Regions from separate parts of the Gossypium hirsutum genome. Here region 1 is linked to region 2. A link is a contact called in public Hi-C data. All regions are on one chromosome and are shown on one strand. Each heading gives the region's core, a stretch centred on a gene start, on an enhancer-like site or on the middle of the called end of the contact. The rest is flanking DNA. Distances are from core to core; before and after follow the strand shown.

What was found. Hi-C and Micro-C count contacts between places; a contact is called where the count stands out from the background.
Region 1: a Hi-C map of leaf shows a contact between it and region 2, with 2.1 times the contacts expected there. The contact joins the enhancer-like site here to the promoter of LOC107928613 in region 2. A contact is called at or near these places in 15 of 34 Hi-C or Micro-C datasets (anther, callus, fibers and 3 more).

What each region holds. Positions count from the first base shown.
Region 1 is chrD12:7,112,799-7,120,595 of Gossypium_hirsutum_v2.1, forward strand. No RefSeq gene overlaps it. Among protein-coding and RNA genes, the nearest start is that of LOC107945216, 12 kb to the left of the region's middle. Within about 2 kb of position 3,498, at least 7 of the 9 cell types and tissues checked have an H3K27ac peak or open chromatin away from gene starts, as enhancers often do. A contact at or near this core is called in fibers and leaf, where this site is marked.
Region 2 is chrD12:7,060,237-7,067,775 of Gossypium_hirsutum_v2.1, forward strand. LOC107928613 (protein kinase PINOID) reads right to left here and starts at 3,105. Exons shown (of 2, transcript XM_041108346.1): 1 at 1,745-3,105; 2 at 91-1,073. The coding sequence starts at 2,277. The coding sequence ends at 293.

The DNA of each region.
Region 1 (7,797 bases), core at 2,248-4,747, 53 kb after region 2:
AAAAATTAAATGAGATTCTCTTAGAAACAACTTCTTTCGAAAATGATACATCTACCGAAATAGACGAATTACAAATAGACGAATTACATACAACACCCCAATCTTCTGATGATGAAAATGAACCCTGAATTAATATGTTAACCAAAGACCAAGAATTTATTATTGAAGTTATTGATAAAATTCAGGACTCAGAACTTAAAAGAGAATACCTTTTGATATTAAAATGCTCGTCAAAATCGTCCAAAAATACAATAGTTCAAGATGCACAAGATCCAAATGAAATTGTTCTCAAATCAAAAAATGGATTGAGTCCCTTTCTCAATCTCCAGAAGTGGCATTGGCCGTTTCTCAAATGAAAGAGGAAACTCCTTTCAAGCATATTGCTGGTGAAGTAGCAAAGATTTCAAAAAATAAAGAGATTGTTTTACACAAACCAAAATCTCTCAAAAATATTTTAAAAGAGACATCTCTCTAAGGTGTTTTTTCAAAAGAAATAGCAGTGTCTTCATAGACTACTACACAAAAATCCTCACAATATTTTCAAAACAAATATTTTGAAAAAATTCTTGTTGTGGAGGAAGAATTTTGAGAAAAACCTCCACATATACTTGGAAAAGAACTTTTCAATGGATCGCATTTCAAGCCATTGGATTCTCAAAAACCCAACAGTATTATAAAAGCATACTGGTTCTAATTGAATCAGTATTGTTCAAACACTACACAAACCCAAAAGATCCAAAGTTTATTACCCATTCAACAACCCAAATATTAAAAATTCTTCGACCAAGGGATTGGAGTGAAAACCCAAATTCTCCAAAGAAATTTCCAGCCAAATTTACCACAAAAAGTGACCACCACCTATATTTCATATATTGGGATTACCAAATGGCGTGGTACAACACATTCTTAATGAAGAACCAACATATGAGACATTCTTGGCTTATATATTTCAAATAAGGTACCCAATTCAAATTCCCAAATTGGTTCCAAGAATGGTGGAATTGGTATGGACCATCATCCTTCGAGATCCTACCAGAAAAAAATTCAAAATTTATGGCCCAAATTCTTTAACAAATTTCAACTTGAACCAGACCAAAAACACATTTACAGAACAATCCATTTTTTTTCTCAAAGTTGTGCATTTCTTGGATTGTTTCTTGGAATTATTCCTATGAGCAAGTTCAATGTACTGGAATTCCATTATTAGTTCGAAACTACAGAAATAAATGGTGGGACAAGTTTAATGATGAAAAATATGATTCAAAATATTTGGATAACTTTTTCAACAAGAATCCAAGATTATATAAGTTCGAAGCCCGAGATCAAACCACAACAAAATTCCTTCAAGCAAAATTGACAGCTAGTGTGATGTTAGCTCAAACCAAGACCAAGAATGAATACAAAAAACTCATGGTTGAAATGCTCAGCTTAATGGATTCTGAATCCGAAGATGAGAAATCTTCAGCGTCTTCAATCAAAACGGTGGATCTTGCAGACGATACCACCTCCGTAACTATTACTAGGACAAAAAAACATGATGCAAAAGAAAGAAATGAATGAAGAGGAATAGGAAATATTCTCTAAGGTAAATAGTAAATATTCCCTAGCAAGAACAGTAAGATTCTCTGGCACATGAATAGTGAATATTCTCTGTAGTTTGTATTTTTGTAACCAGAGAATATATTCTCTGAAAAGTTTCAATTATATAATGATGTAAGGGATTGAATTTCCCGATTCAAATGATATAAAGAGGCAATAGCCCTCTATAAAAGGGTATCAGATTTAGAATGAAGGGCACGACTTGAAATACCCATTTCAGAAATCAAAACTCGTTTCTCCAAATTTTTAAGTTTTCAAAATTTAAGTTTTAAATTATTTTCCTTTTCAAGATTTAATCAAATTTTAATTTTAACTTACAAATTACGATTACGATTATCACATTTCAAATTCCATCCTCAGATCCTCGGGACATAAATATTAAATTAATATATTTACGAAGTTGGTATAGTAGAATATTAAAGGTTGATCCTTTAATTTTTCTTATTAATTGCTTAATTAAGGTACAAAGACTAAATTGTAAAAATCTTATCTTTATAACTTTTTAATTGGCCAAAGATTCCTAATGGAAATTAAACCAATTTATAATGTATGTTAGTGGGAAATGATGGAAGAATCCATTTATATGTTAATTAATGAAGGATTAGGTTAACTAAGGTCTTAATTAAGGTCTCTTGCAACCTTCTATTCTGCTCCAATAATTTCCTATTATCTTCAATCAAGTACGCATGTATCTTGCGAGCTCTTTGTAGCACCCCCACGGTAGATTGATGAACATTTTGTGTTTCCCTCTTCTTAATCTCTGCTTCGTTAATGCCCTCAGCGAGCCCCACACTAGCCATGCCAGCTTTAGTTAAGATCATTTGCAGAGAGAGTACTAACTCTTGCGGAGAAGGTTTACTTGTGCTACTAGATGACTTAGATGGTCAGATGTACTACTTTGCTTCTTCAGACATACAACTGTTCCATTGCTTCCTCACCTCATTAGGACTAAAAGAAAACTTTTCTTACTGAGATGTTCTCTCTATTGAAATAAAATCCTTGGTTCACCACCAGAAGCGATGAACTTCATGGAACCACTAGGGGGCCATGATCAATAATAGCTCTGAAAATGTCATCAGTTGTTGGTCTTGGTGGTGGAGGAGAATTATCAGGAGAAATGGGGAGAGATGAAATTGTGGCAGGATCTGTAGTAATAGGAGTTATCTCGACAGATGGCTCATCGTAATCTCTTCTTTTCTTATGATGAAGCTCCCCTATTGGGCTACCATCATCTTCAATACTTAGTATAAGGTTAGCAATTCCAGCAGCAGTCTTTTGCCTCTTTCTACTACTAGCACTTCCCTCCCCAACAGTAGTGCCAGAGGGACCACCTCGCATACTCTGCGTAAAAGACCACACGTCCATGTATTTGTCGATCTCTCTTGATAAGCTGGTGGATTCCTTTAAACTTTTTTCAATACTGCGAGCTGTGCTTGCATCACTAGTAAGTATAACATCAGCACCAACAATTAGTATAAGATGGTTCTCACCACTTTCCACATTCCCTGAAGATTTCAAAGACTATGAACGAGGCTTTAATTTACAAAAAATATAGAAATCATTTTTAGGTTTATCTTTGTGTCCCAATAATATGAGCCTCAACTCGTGAGTAGCTCCATGTGGCCAAGCAAACTGTGCAGGTAGTAATCCAACGATGTCCACACCATCACCAGCATCAACTTGTCTCCATCCATTGTTAGCTATAGTAATATAATATTTTTTTTTGAAATTTCCAGATTGGGCTTTATTATGAAAATAAAAGTTATTGTTCAAAACTGAAATCAAACCAAATAAACAAAAATAAGATAAAAGAACCTAAAACCCAATACGGCCCAAATCAGATGGCCTTAACCAAAATAAAATCTAGATATTTATAATGAATGTTCTAGAATCGGTCATTAAAGCACCGACCCATTGCCCAATCAGAAGAAGCATGGGAAACCGTCTTCAGTCTTTTCTGTCATCTCCTTTCATAATGACGATTTCATTTCCAAGGTAAGCCAAAAGAAATCAGTCCGTTTCATTTTCTTGTTCAAAGCCTTTCATTCTTCATTTTTCTTCTCTGGAGACTTCTTCTTCACTTCCCCCATCCAGCCGAGCTTGATCCATTTGCATAATCTGGAACTCCCCTATCCAGGTAAAACTCTTCTCCTCTTCTCAATGATTCTGTTGCTATGATATGAGCAAGACCATTTGCGGATCTAGGTATATACTGAAATCTGATGTTTTCAAGTCCATAGATTTCCTGTTGAATGTCAAAAATGTATACTCCCACCATAGATCTATCTTGACTCTTCGATTTACATTTTTTGACTATTGTGAGGGAGTCTCCTTCAAGGATCAAATGTCGCCATCCCCTCCTGATTCCCATTTGAACGCCTTTCCGGCAGGCAATTGCTTCAGCAGCAAAGGCTGATGGAATACCAAAATGAATCTCTGAATATGAAAAAAGAATAGTACCATTCGAATCTCTGGCCACAATACCCACACCCGACTGATTCTTTACTTTATCGTAAGCACCATCAAAGTTGATCTTCATGAAACTTTCCTGTGGTGGCGACCATCTCTTTTTCTCTAAGGTACGGTTCAGATCTCTCTTCTCAAGACTATCAATTTCTTTGATGTAACTGATTATAAGATTTGCAACTTCCGTCCCCTTTCTAATTTTACCTTCATGTATTCTTTTGTTTCTGTCACCCCATATTGCCCAGAGTGCACAACAAAATACGCGACTTTGATCAAGGTTGAGCTGCTCTATTGCCTAGGTAATCCACTGTCCAAAATCTTCACAATGATTCCTTAAAATGCACTGAAACGATAATGATCTCCACACCTCCCTTGTAACATGACAGTAACGAAATAAGTGGTTCATTGTTTCAGCTTCTTCTCCACATCAGGGGCAGCTCGGATTTACTACTAACTTCCGATGTTGAAGATTCACCTTTGTAGGCAGATAATTCCTAGATAGCTTCCATATTGTAACCTTAATTTTAGCTGGTAGATTCAGGCACCATAGTTTTTTATAAAAATTCCCATAGATGGTCTGTAAAGCATAAGCTCTAGGATTGTCAGTCAATTTTTGTAATAGTTGATAGGCACTTCTGACCGTAAACTCACCCGACCGTTCGCCTCCCCAGATAAGAAAATCATCATGCGGTGTTTGTGCCAGAGGGATTCTGAGGATTCTAGCTGCGTCGTCTTCCAGGAAGGTACTAGTAATCAACTCTTTTTTCCAACTTCTGGTATTATTATCAATCAACTCGCCAACTTTAACATCACGCAAAAAATTAATATCTGATGATAATCTAAAATTAACAGAATCTGGAATCCAAGCATCGCTTATGCAAATATTAGTACCCGTCCCCACCCTCCAACAATGCCCTTTTTTCAAAAAGTCCTTTGCTGCCCAAATACTTTTCCATACATACGAACTAGAATTTCCTAACCTGAAATTTAAGAAATTATCATCCGAAAAATACGTAGCTTTAAACACTTTCGTTACAAGCGCATTCTGATTATTCATAATCCTCCACCCTTGCTTAGCCAATAGAGCTACATTGAACTGTGCCATATTTCGGAAGCCCATACCACCCTCTTCTTTAGGCCTACACATAAATTCCCATTGACACCAATGAATTCCTTTCTTTCCTTTCCCTTTCTGCCACCAAAATCTAGCAACTAAATTGTCAAACTAATCACAAAGCGATTTTGGTAATAGAAAACATGTCATAGCATAAGTAGGAATTGCCTGAAGAACTGATTTAATAAAAACCTCTCTACCCCCTTGAGAGAATAAGCGAGTACTTCAATTATCAATTCTTTGCTTTATTCTGTCTTTGAGATTCTAAAACGATTCTTTTTTCTTCCGGCCTACAATATTTGGCAATCCAAGATATTTTTCCATATTGTTCGAAAATCTTATTCCCATATCAGCTGATAACCTGCCTTTATCCCCCTCCTTCAAATTCGAACTAAAAAAGATCATTGATTTATTAAAGTTAACACATAGCTTTGAAGTAACTTGTACTACTTTCTGTGGCTTCACCAAACAAAATACAATCGTCTGCGAATAACAAGTGCGATATTATCGGGCCTCTTCTGCTGGCTCTCACCCCTTTAATCAATCCCTCTTTTGTAGCATTCCTGATTAACGACGATTAACCTTCACTGCAAATAAGAAGTAGAAAAGGGCTACGTGGGTCACCCTGTCTGAGTCCTCTGGTTGGTTCAAAGACTCTACCATTCTTCCCGTTCGTAGTAACAACATAAGAGACTGTAGAAATACATCTCATTATAAGTACCACCCATTCCTTCGCAAAACCCATCCGTATCATAACTTCCTTCAAGAAAGCCCATTCCACCCTATCGTAAGCTTTACTCATGTCAAGCTTAATTGCCATAAAACCTTTCTTCCCCTTACGTTTTTTCCGAAGAGTATGCAGAATTTCATAAGCTATCAAAATATTGTCTGAAATTAGCCTCCCTGGGACAAATGCACTTTGAGCACTATCAATGCATCTCCCAATGACTTCTTGAAAACGATTGGCAATAGCTTTAGCAATAATTTTATAAAGAACTGTGCATAAACTAATTGGTCTAAAATCTGCAAGGTTTGTAGGATTGGACTTCTTCGGAATAAGGGTAATCTTAGTTACATTTAACTCTTCCACGTCTTTTCCATTATTTAAAACTTCTAAACAAAAATTCCCAATGTCTTCGCCCACTATATGCCAGTATTTTTGAAAGAATAGAGCCGGGAAGCCATCATAACCTGGAGCTTTTGTTGAACCCATTCCCTTCACTGCAATATAAATCTCTAACGTAAATTTTTTCAATAGGGTTGCATTGATATCCGAAGAGATGCAATTCTGAACACCTGTTAGAAGATGAGAAGGATCTCCAACGCCTGTAGTCGAGAAAAGCTTTTGAAAATACTGCGTCGGCAACTCATTAATTTCAAACTCAGTAATTCCTCTCCCATCATCATTATCAAGCCTGCTAATTGTATTAATTTTTCTCCGCATTGATGCATATTTATGAAAAAATGCTGTATTTTTATCCCCCAACTTTAGCCAATTAGCTCGTGCTCTCTGTTCCCAATACATCTCCTCCTTCTCGATTTCCATGCTCAAATGAATTCTTTTATTAATTATCTGGTTCATAACATCTTCATCAGGTTCCTTCTTCATTAAATCTTCAAGCTCTTTTGTAGTTCTTTCTGTCATTCCCTTCCGTTGCCTTCTAATAGATTTAGCCCATTTCGATAAGCTAATCTACAAGTTCTCAAGCTTTTCCAAAACCGATCCATTTTGTGACTTCCAGGCTTCCCGAATTTCTTTCTCTATTGACTCCTCTGTAGTCCACCAGGCTTCAAATTTAAAACTTGGAACTGTCTTGAAACTGTTTAAATTAATTGTGCTTATTAACAAAGGACAATGATCCGAAAGGGTAGACGTCAGATGATTAATATTGCCCGTTGGAAATAACTCCATCCATTTTTCGTTTGCAACACCTCTATCCAATCTTTCCCGTAAGTCGTCTCTGGTAAATTCCCTCTCTCCCATGTATACCATACTCCTGAATATCCCAAGTCTAAAAGGTGACATTCTTGTAGAGTTTCCCGAAACGCTGCCATCTTTCTTTCCTCCATCGGTTGACCTCCTTTTTTTCAAAAGAATAAGCTATTTCATTGAAATCTCCACTCACTAACCAAGGATACTCTTGCTCCTGTCCCAAGATCTTTAATAAATCCCATGAAGCATTTTTATCTTGTGAGTAGGGAGAGCCATAGAACCCCGTGAATCTCCAGTCGCCATGAGCACCTTCTCCTTTAACCAGTACATCAATATGACTTATTGACAAAGATCTAAGGTGAATCTGAACCTCCTCTCGCCATGCTAAACAAATACCACCCCGCGTACCAGCAGCTCCTACTTCAAGTACATTCATGAAACCACACATTCTTCTAATTGCTTCCATACGTTTTCCACTTACTTTAGTCTCCATTAAGAAGACAAATTGAGGATTACTTTGCTTAAGTAAAAACCGAAGCTTCCTTACTGCCCGTGGACTCCCCAATCTACGGACATTCCAACATATGATTTTCTTTGTGCCTGGTCGGCTTGCCCATTGGCAGCCGCCGATCCTGTCTGGTTGGAAAATTCTATTTGTAAATTAATTTCATCCTTCGAAGTTAGA
Region 2 (7,539 bases), core at 1,855-4,354:
ACTAAATGCAAAGTTTTTATATCTTTAATAATTTATAAAATTTTAAATTAATAATAAAATTATATATTTTAACTTCTAAAAATAATTAAATTTAATTTTTAAAAATTATAAAATAATATAAAATAATAAAATTATGTTTTTACTATCATACAAATATCCAATCTAATTCCCAACCTAAAAATTTCTTACTTAAATAGCACCATTAAAAAACAAAAGACTGCTCGAATATACATATCTGTCTCTCCACTGGCCAGTCGTAAAATCTGGCATAACCGACAGAACACGTGGCCTCTCAGAAGTAATCAAACGCGTTGGATTGTTCCTCGATCTCAGGATGGTGAAAGGACGTCGTGGTGGGTGGCCGCCGAAATCCCGGAATCTCCGGCGGCGTAAGCGACCTTATGAGGGCCAAATTGAGTCCTTTAAAGAAAGGATGGGTTTTGACGTCGGCAGCGCCGCGTTTGGATCCCAACCGAGTGTTGGGTTCCTTGTTTAACAACCCGGAGATGAGGTCTCGAGCGTGGTGCTCGAGAAGAGAAGCAGGCGAGTGGGTTGGGAAAGTGAGTGGCCTTTTCACGATGTTGCGCAGCGTAACCTCGTTCGATGGAGCCGCAAAAGGTGTACCTCCGTATATCATCTCGTAAATGAAGATACCTAGAGACCACCAGTCCACGGCGTTACCGTGGGACCCACCGGCAGCCACCTCGGGAGATATGTACTCGTGGGTCCCTACAAATGAGCGTGACCGGGCGGTGACGGGCTCCGCCACGAAGAACAGATTGTTGGGTGCGAGCGTCTGTATCTTCTTTGACCGGAAGAAGCGGTGGAATAGGCAGGAGAGAGGGGTTGGAGGTGGACGAGAAGAGCGGTGGTTTTGGGGAGGCGTGGGATCCGGGGACGATGACGGTGATTCAACTGCTGCGATGGCATCTGAGCAAAGTGAAAGGTCGAAATCCGATAGCATGATGTGACCGTCTGATCTTACTAAAACATTTTCCGGTTTTAGGTCTCTGTAAATAATACCCAGCATGTGTAGGTACTCTAGAGCTACCAGAACCTCAGCTGCATAAAACCTGGAATAAGCAACTAATCATCAGTTTATTTAGTTCATTTTTAATGTCAGAATTGATGGAATCTGGAAACAGTGTAGTTAAATGTCTTATCGTCTGCAAATTCTCAGCAACCAGAGTAACAGAAGCATTCATCTCAAGAGTTTGCTTGCATGGCAAGGAATTTTATCAAGACAATAAATGGAAAGGCACAATCGAATAAGGGAAATTCAGGCTAAAGTCTGATGTATGTAATTGCGTGAACAATCTCAGCTGTCGAGCAAGAATAAGGAAAAATAAATAAAATGCTTCCTAACACTCCCGAATTCTCGTACACTGATGAAAATTCAAATGAAAACCGAGTAAAATAGAACAAAACTCAAATAATGAAACTTTATTTTCTAATGATATTTTGGGGAAAAAATGTATATCTTATTGCTTTATAAAATAATATTTGTTTATTTGTAAAATTTATAGCAACCAAGAAATATTGGAAAAAGAAGAGAGACAAGGTTGCTTATTGAAAGAGACTTTGCAGAGTTGAGGCAGACAAGGATAAGAACAAGACAGGCTAAGTGTTTTGAAAACAGCAGAAGAAAACAAAAGACACAGATTAAAGCATGCAAGAAGGATGAGCGTAAAATCATTGTAATGAATGTGAAGGTAGTGAGCTAAGAAAACAAAAAATGATGTACCTTGCGGAGCTCAAAGAGAAGCGTTTTTGAGGGTGTTTATGTCTAAGAGAATGCAAGTCACCGCCGGAACAGTACTCCATAACTATGCAAGAGAAATGAGAAGCTTCGAACTCGGCGTACAAAGTAGGCAAAAATGGATGATCCAGCATCTTCAAGATCTTATTCTCCATTTCAGCACGTTGCACTTTATTCTTCATGGCCAACGCTTCTTTATCCACCACCTTCATCGCATAACAGCATTTTTCATCTGCGTTGGCAAGCTGGCAGAGGTAGACGGTTCCGATGTCGCCGGAACCGATGCGGCGGATGAGCTGGAAATCACGGGACGTGAGGCCGGTTTTACGGGCGAAGGTGGCGGAACGGATAGCGGAGTAAGCCAAGTCGGAAGATCGGTGGGGTTTGAGATAAAGGTTTTCCGGGGAAGACCGGAGCTCAAAGGAGAGACGGCTGAAGCTGCTACGGCTTTCACTTGTCATTGAACACTCACTCGATGAACTTAACTCACTTTCTGACTTCCGTTCGCACTCCAACATTTTATGTTTCTCTCTACTTGTAAGACAGGGAAAATCAACATAAAACTCTTTGATGATCTAAGAAGAAGAAGATGATGATGATGATGAAGAAGTCAAAAAAGAAAAAAGTGGGAATCACTTCAGATGACCGAAATTAAAGACGGTGGATAAAAGCAATCAACTTTGAACATTTTGGGTTTTAAGAAGATGATTTGATGATGAGTGGAATCAGATACCCGTAAAGGAGATGAAGGAGAGTCAAATAGTGAAGTAGAAAGAGAGCAGTAAGTTTGAAGGGGAAAAGGGAGTCAAAAACTATGGGCAAGCAAAAAGAGAAGAAATGAATGATTAGCAGAGAGGGGGCATTGAATGGGATTCAGTGAAATGCTTTGAATGCATATTTTGAAGCACATCAGAGGGGCTTTTATGATGAAGGACGGGGACCTGATATTTAGGGTTTCTAAGCAAACCCCCAAAAACCACCATGTACGTAAGCAAAGCCAAATTTCTGAGACGCATAATAAATAAAAGCAAAATGAAAACAGCCTTTTGTTTGGTTTCTTGTACTAGGAGCTTGGTTTGATGAGTGAGGCCTGAGGGGGCGGTGGGGGATATTTAATGTTTATTACGCTGCTGCTGGTGAGGTGATTATGGTGGCATGCAGTAAATCGCGGTTAATGGCTTGGCCTTTTAGCTTTTACCCATGGATTTTGGTGTTTGCCTATACTATTATTACGACTTTTGGCTTACGTTGACGTTGGGTTATCCGCCACGTGCGCCTGCTTCATATCACTTAACACTATAATAATGTGTTATTAATTAATCATTTCTTTCTAATTTCCATTTTTCAAGGTAAAATAAGCCTTAAGCTCTACTTCAAAAACACTACTACGTGATTATTTCCCTCTTTACGTGGTAAATTAATTAAACGATTACAAATTACTTTGGATTATCAATGTATAAGAGTATGAGATTTCATTTCCCTCTCTTAATTATCAAAAAAAAAAAATATGGGCGCTTGGTAGTTTATTGACAAAATATAGGTAAAAATACCATCAATGTTTTTATATATATTACATTTTACCTTTTTTACTAAAAAATAGATAAATCAATCTATATACATTAAATTAAAGAGTAAATTGATATTTCTATTAAAAATTTCATCTATATCTATTGCTAAAAACTGTCGTGGTTGACCAAATAATCCGACAGATATGTCGTGTGTGCTTCATGTTGACATACATAGACCAATTTTTAACAACAGAAATGGATGAATATTTCGATAGAAAGATCAGTTTGCTCTTTGATCTAATGTATAGAGATTAATCTGTCCATTTTTTGAATAGAGAGAATAAAATACAATGTGACTTCTAATATAGAGACCTTCGTAATACTATTACCGTAAATCATGAGAAGATGAAACGTGAAATGCAGTTGTAAATCTAACCAAACCTAATCTAATCATGTATATGTATATGTATATGTATATGTATATGAATTATGATAGTAGGTCCCAAGTAGTTTTGCTAACTTATTTAGAACCAGAAGAATTTAGCAGACAAAAACCCCAATCATAGAACTGCATTGCTGACAACTTATGTTTCCTTTTTCACTTTAACTACAATCTTTTCTAATTATTATTTTTTAATCTTTTATATATTTATATGCATGTTCCTCATCATGCAATGTTTTTACTCTGGATCATGGTATATAAAATACTATCTTGAAAAAGAAAATATATATAATTAATCTGAAAGTAAAGGCAATGCTTGCTGTCCACAACTGGCTTCTGCTAATATCTCTAACCAAATAAAAAAAAATTAATTTTGGTTTTAAATTAAAAGAGGAAAGCAATATATAACAGTAACAGAACCATGAGACTGCAAATAGTGTTATTAAAATCCACATGGCCAAATAAAAGAGAGCATGCATGACATGTCCACCAGTTTGGGAGCAATCTCCTGGGCCCTGAGGTTGCAACAGTTAGGGCCCTAACACTTAAAAGAGAGACGAGGTCCAAACACTTTCCTCATAAATGCCTAACATTTGATGACCAACTTGAATTTAATAGGGGGAGGGATTTGAGATTGAAAAACCTACAAAATTTGCTACTAAAATAGATTAAGAGGCACAACTTTTGAGTTCGATTCATGTTTATTGTTCGAGTTTTACTTTATAATTAATAAAAAGAAAAGATTAAGAGGCAAAAGTAGGACGAAATTGGCAGCAATCACGTCATGTTGACAATAATAAACAGAAAGAATGCAATAATTTATATAGTATTGAGGAAGTGTGGGGTATAGAGGATGATCTATAATTAAGGTTTGATTTGAGAGTGAAGGTCCCCCAAAGGCTCTTGAAAATCGAGAAATCAACCCACCTGAGATCCCATCCAAATCTAAATCTATCTATAGGGTAAAAAATCTCTACTTAGTTTTTCCTAAAATTAATAATGAGGTTGTCAACAACCATAATTAGCCTACAAATTAATAAAATACATAACTTGTCCACAATAATTGAACGACACTTCCTAATAATCATAATCTTAAATCTCAAAGTTATAACTGAGATTTGGCATGAAATTATGTTGTGTCCACTTGACTGCATTACAGATTCTATTATTGGTATTAGTTTTATGGGGTGGGGGATCTATATTCAAATTACAACTATGTTTGTCCCCTATCTTTTTTCCCTTCTTACTGCACCAATATGCTATAAAATCTTAAAAAGGGGAATCCTTTTTCTAGGGAATAAGACAACCCACAACCTCACATTTAAACTCTCCGCGTTTTTATTTTCATCATTCAACTTTTAGAATATTTTCATTTTAGTCACTTAATTGTTAAATCTTTAATGACGGTTAATTGTACAATCCAAATCATATTCACATTTCACTTTAGTCGCCCAAAAGATGTCCATTTTTTTAAGGATTAATTGGAGTTAAAAACATTAAAGATTAAAAATGAAAAAGCTGTAGAAACTAAAATAATGTTTTAAAAATGGTCAAATTATACTTATTTACGCCATTGCCAAAAATTCTAAATTATTTTTTTTAATATTGAAATTTTAAATTTCAAAACATCATAATCAAATTAAATAGGTTATTGAACAATTTCTTATCCCTTGATAGTGTCAACCGATTTGTTACAATAATATTAAAATTAATTAATTTAGTCTCCTTTTAAATATTAAATTTTTATTTTATGTTTCCAAATTAAAATCAAATCAAATAAATCATCTTAAATAATTGTACATGAAACCTGTTTTTTATATGATCTCGAGTCTTTCGTACTAAACTAAAAGCAAAGAAAAATCCTTACAATTAATTTAATTAATTAATTTTATCTTCCATGCCAAATAAAACTCAAAGATGTTTCATTACTTCTTTACCCAAACGAAGAACAATCAATTAATTTAATTAATTACAATTATTTTTCTTTTCTTTTAGTTTAGTATGAAAGATTCAAGATTATATAATCAGAATAAATTTAAATTTCGCAAACAATTATTAAATATGAGTCACCGACTTAATTTCATTAAGAATAACATGGAAACATAACCTAAAATTTTAAAATTTAGAAGGAGATTAATTTAATTAATTTTAATATTATAGTAACAAAACAATTAATATTATCAATGGATAAGAAAATTTCAAAAATTTATTTAATTAATTTTTATGTTTTGAAATTTTAATTTTTAATATTGAAAAAAATTAGAATTTTCAGCAATGTGATAAACAAGTACAATTTGACAATTTTTTTAATGCGTTATTTTAGTTTCTACCGCTTTTTTATTTTATTTTATTCCTTTTCTTTTTACCCTAACCAATACTTTAAAAAGGGATATTTTTTAGGTGAGCAAAATAAAAGCGATCTAGAAGTTGGTTGACCAAAATGAAATTGTGAATATGGTGTTGCGTTTAATCACCGTTAGAGATTTACCGGTGGGATGACTAAAATGAAAGCCCCCTAAAAGTTGAGTGACGAAATTGTAAGAATTTCATTTTAGGTGACTAAAATAAAAGTTTCCTAAAAATTGAGTGACCAATTAAGTAGTTTACCCTATTATATATTTTAATTGATGCCCTCTTTCTTCCTTAATTAAACTTATCATACTTGGTGTTGCCTGATTTGCTGGTCTTGTATTTTCATGACACTATCATTATCATGCTTGGTTTGGATATATTTTAATTTGCCTTTTTTTACTCCAACAAAATAATTATTTAGTATATAACTTTTTAATTTAAATTTACTTATAAAATATTTAAAAAAACATTAACACAGAATACATAATTTTTAATTTTAATATGTTTCAAACACTGGTTCAAGGCTTTCGAGATTGATAGGTAGGTCAAACTTTGGACAAATACAATTTCTATATCTAAACATGATCCGGTTGGTATGATTCATAGGCAAACTTTATTATATTTATAATCTTTTTTTGGTAAAGAAATATAGATAAGATAAATCGATCCCATTACAAACGAGCTGATTATCTATCCAAATATGTTCAATAATTTTTGTCAGAGTCTCTTTAAACATTTTAAGACCATAACAGAGATTTCTCATTAATCCAGCCAAAGTATGTGCTCCAATATTGGCTTTCTCTTGAAACCTTCTGTATGTTTACCCGCCAATCTCTCTTACAAAGCTTCTGAATTCTTATAACCAAATCCCTATTCGATTGTCCACGAGTCTTATCCAAAATTGTCGTAATAGCTTGAGCACAATCGGTTTCAACGATAACATTATCTCATTTAACATTCCAAGCTAGAGAGAGGGCATCATAAATCGCCCGAAGTTCAGCTTGCTCGACATTGCATTTGCCAATATTTCTCTTCACTCCCCCAAGCCATCTACCAACATCGTCTCTTACAACTACGACAGCCGAAGCCAGCCCTGAATTCAAGGATCTCACCCTGCCCGTGTTTAGCTTAATGTACCCCAAAGGTGGTGGTTTCCATTCTCGACATTGTCTCTGTCTTGTATTATTACCAATAAAGGGCATAGAACTATGTTTAATAGATTTCGCCCGACACCACGAAGATTGAAGAATGTGACATACATCGAAGTCTTCTCCTAAGAATATCCACAGATTCCAACAAATAATATTGAATAGAGATCGCCACTCAACTTCCGTAAAATCTAAAGCAAAATTATTCCTTAAATTCATCATGAGCCATTAACGAGACGGAAAAAAACTGCAATAACACCCTCTCTGAGAAAATCTACTTCCACACTACACAAGCCTTGCCACAATCTCTCAACACATGAATGATAGATT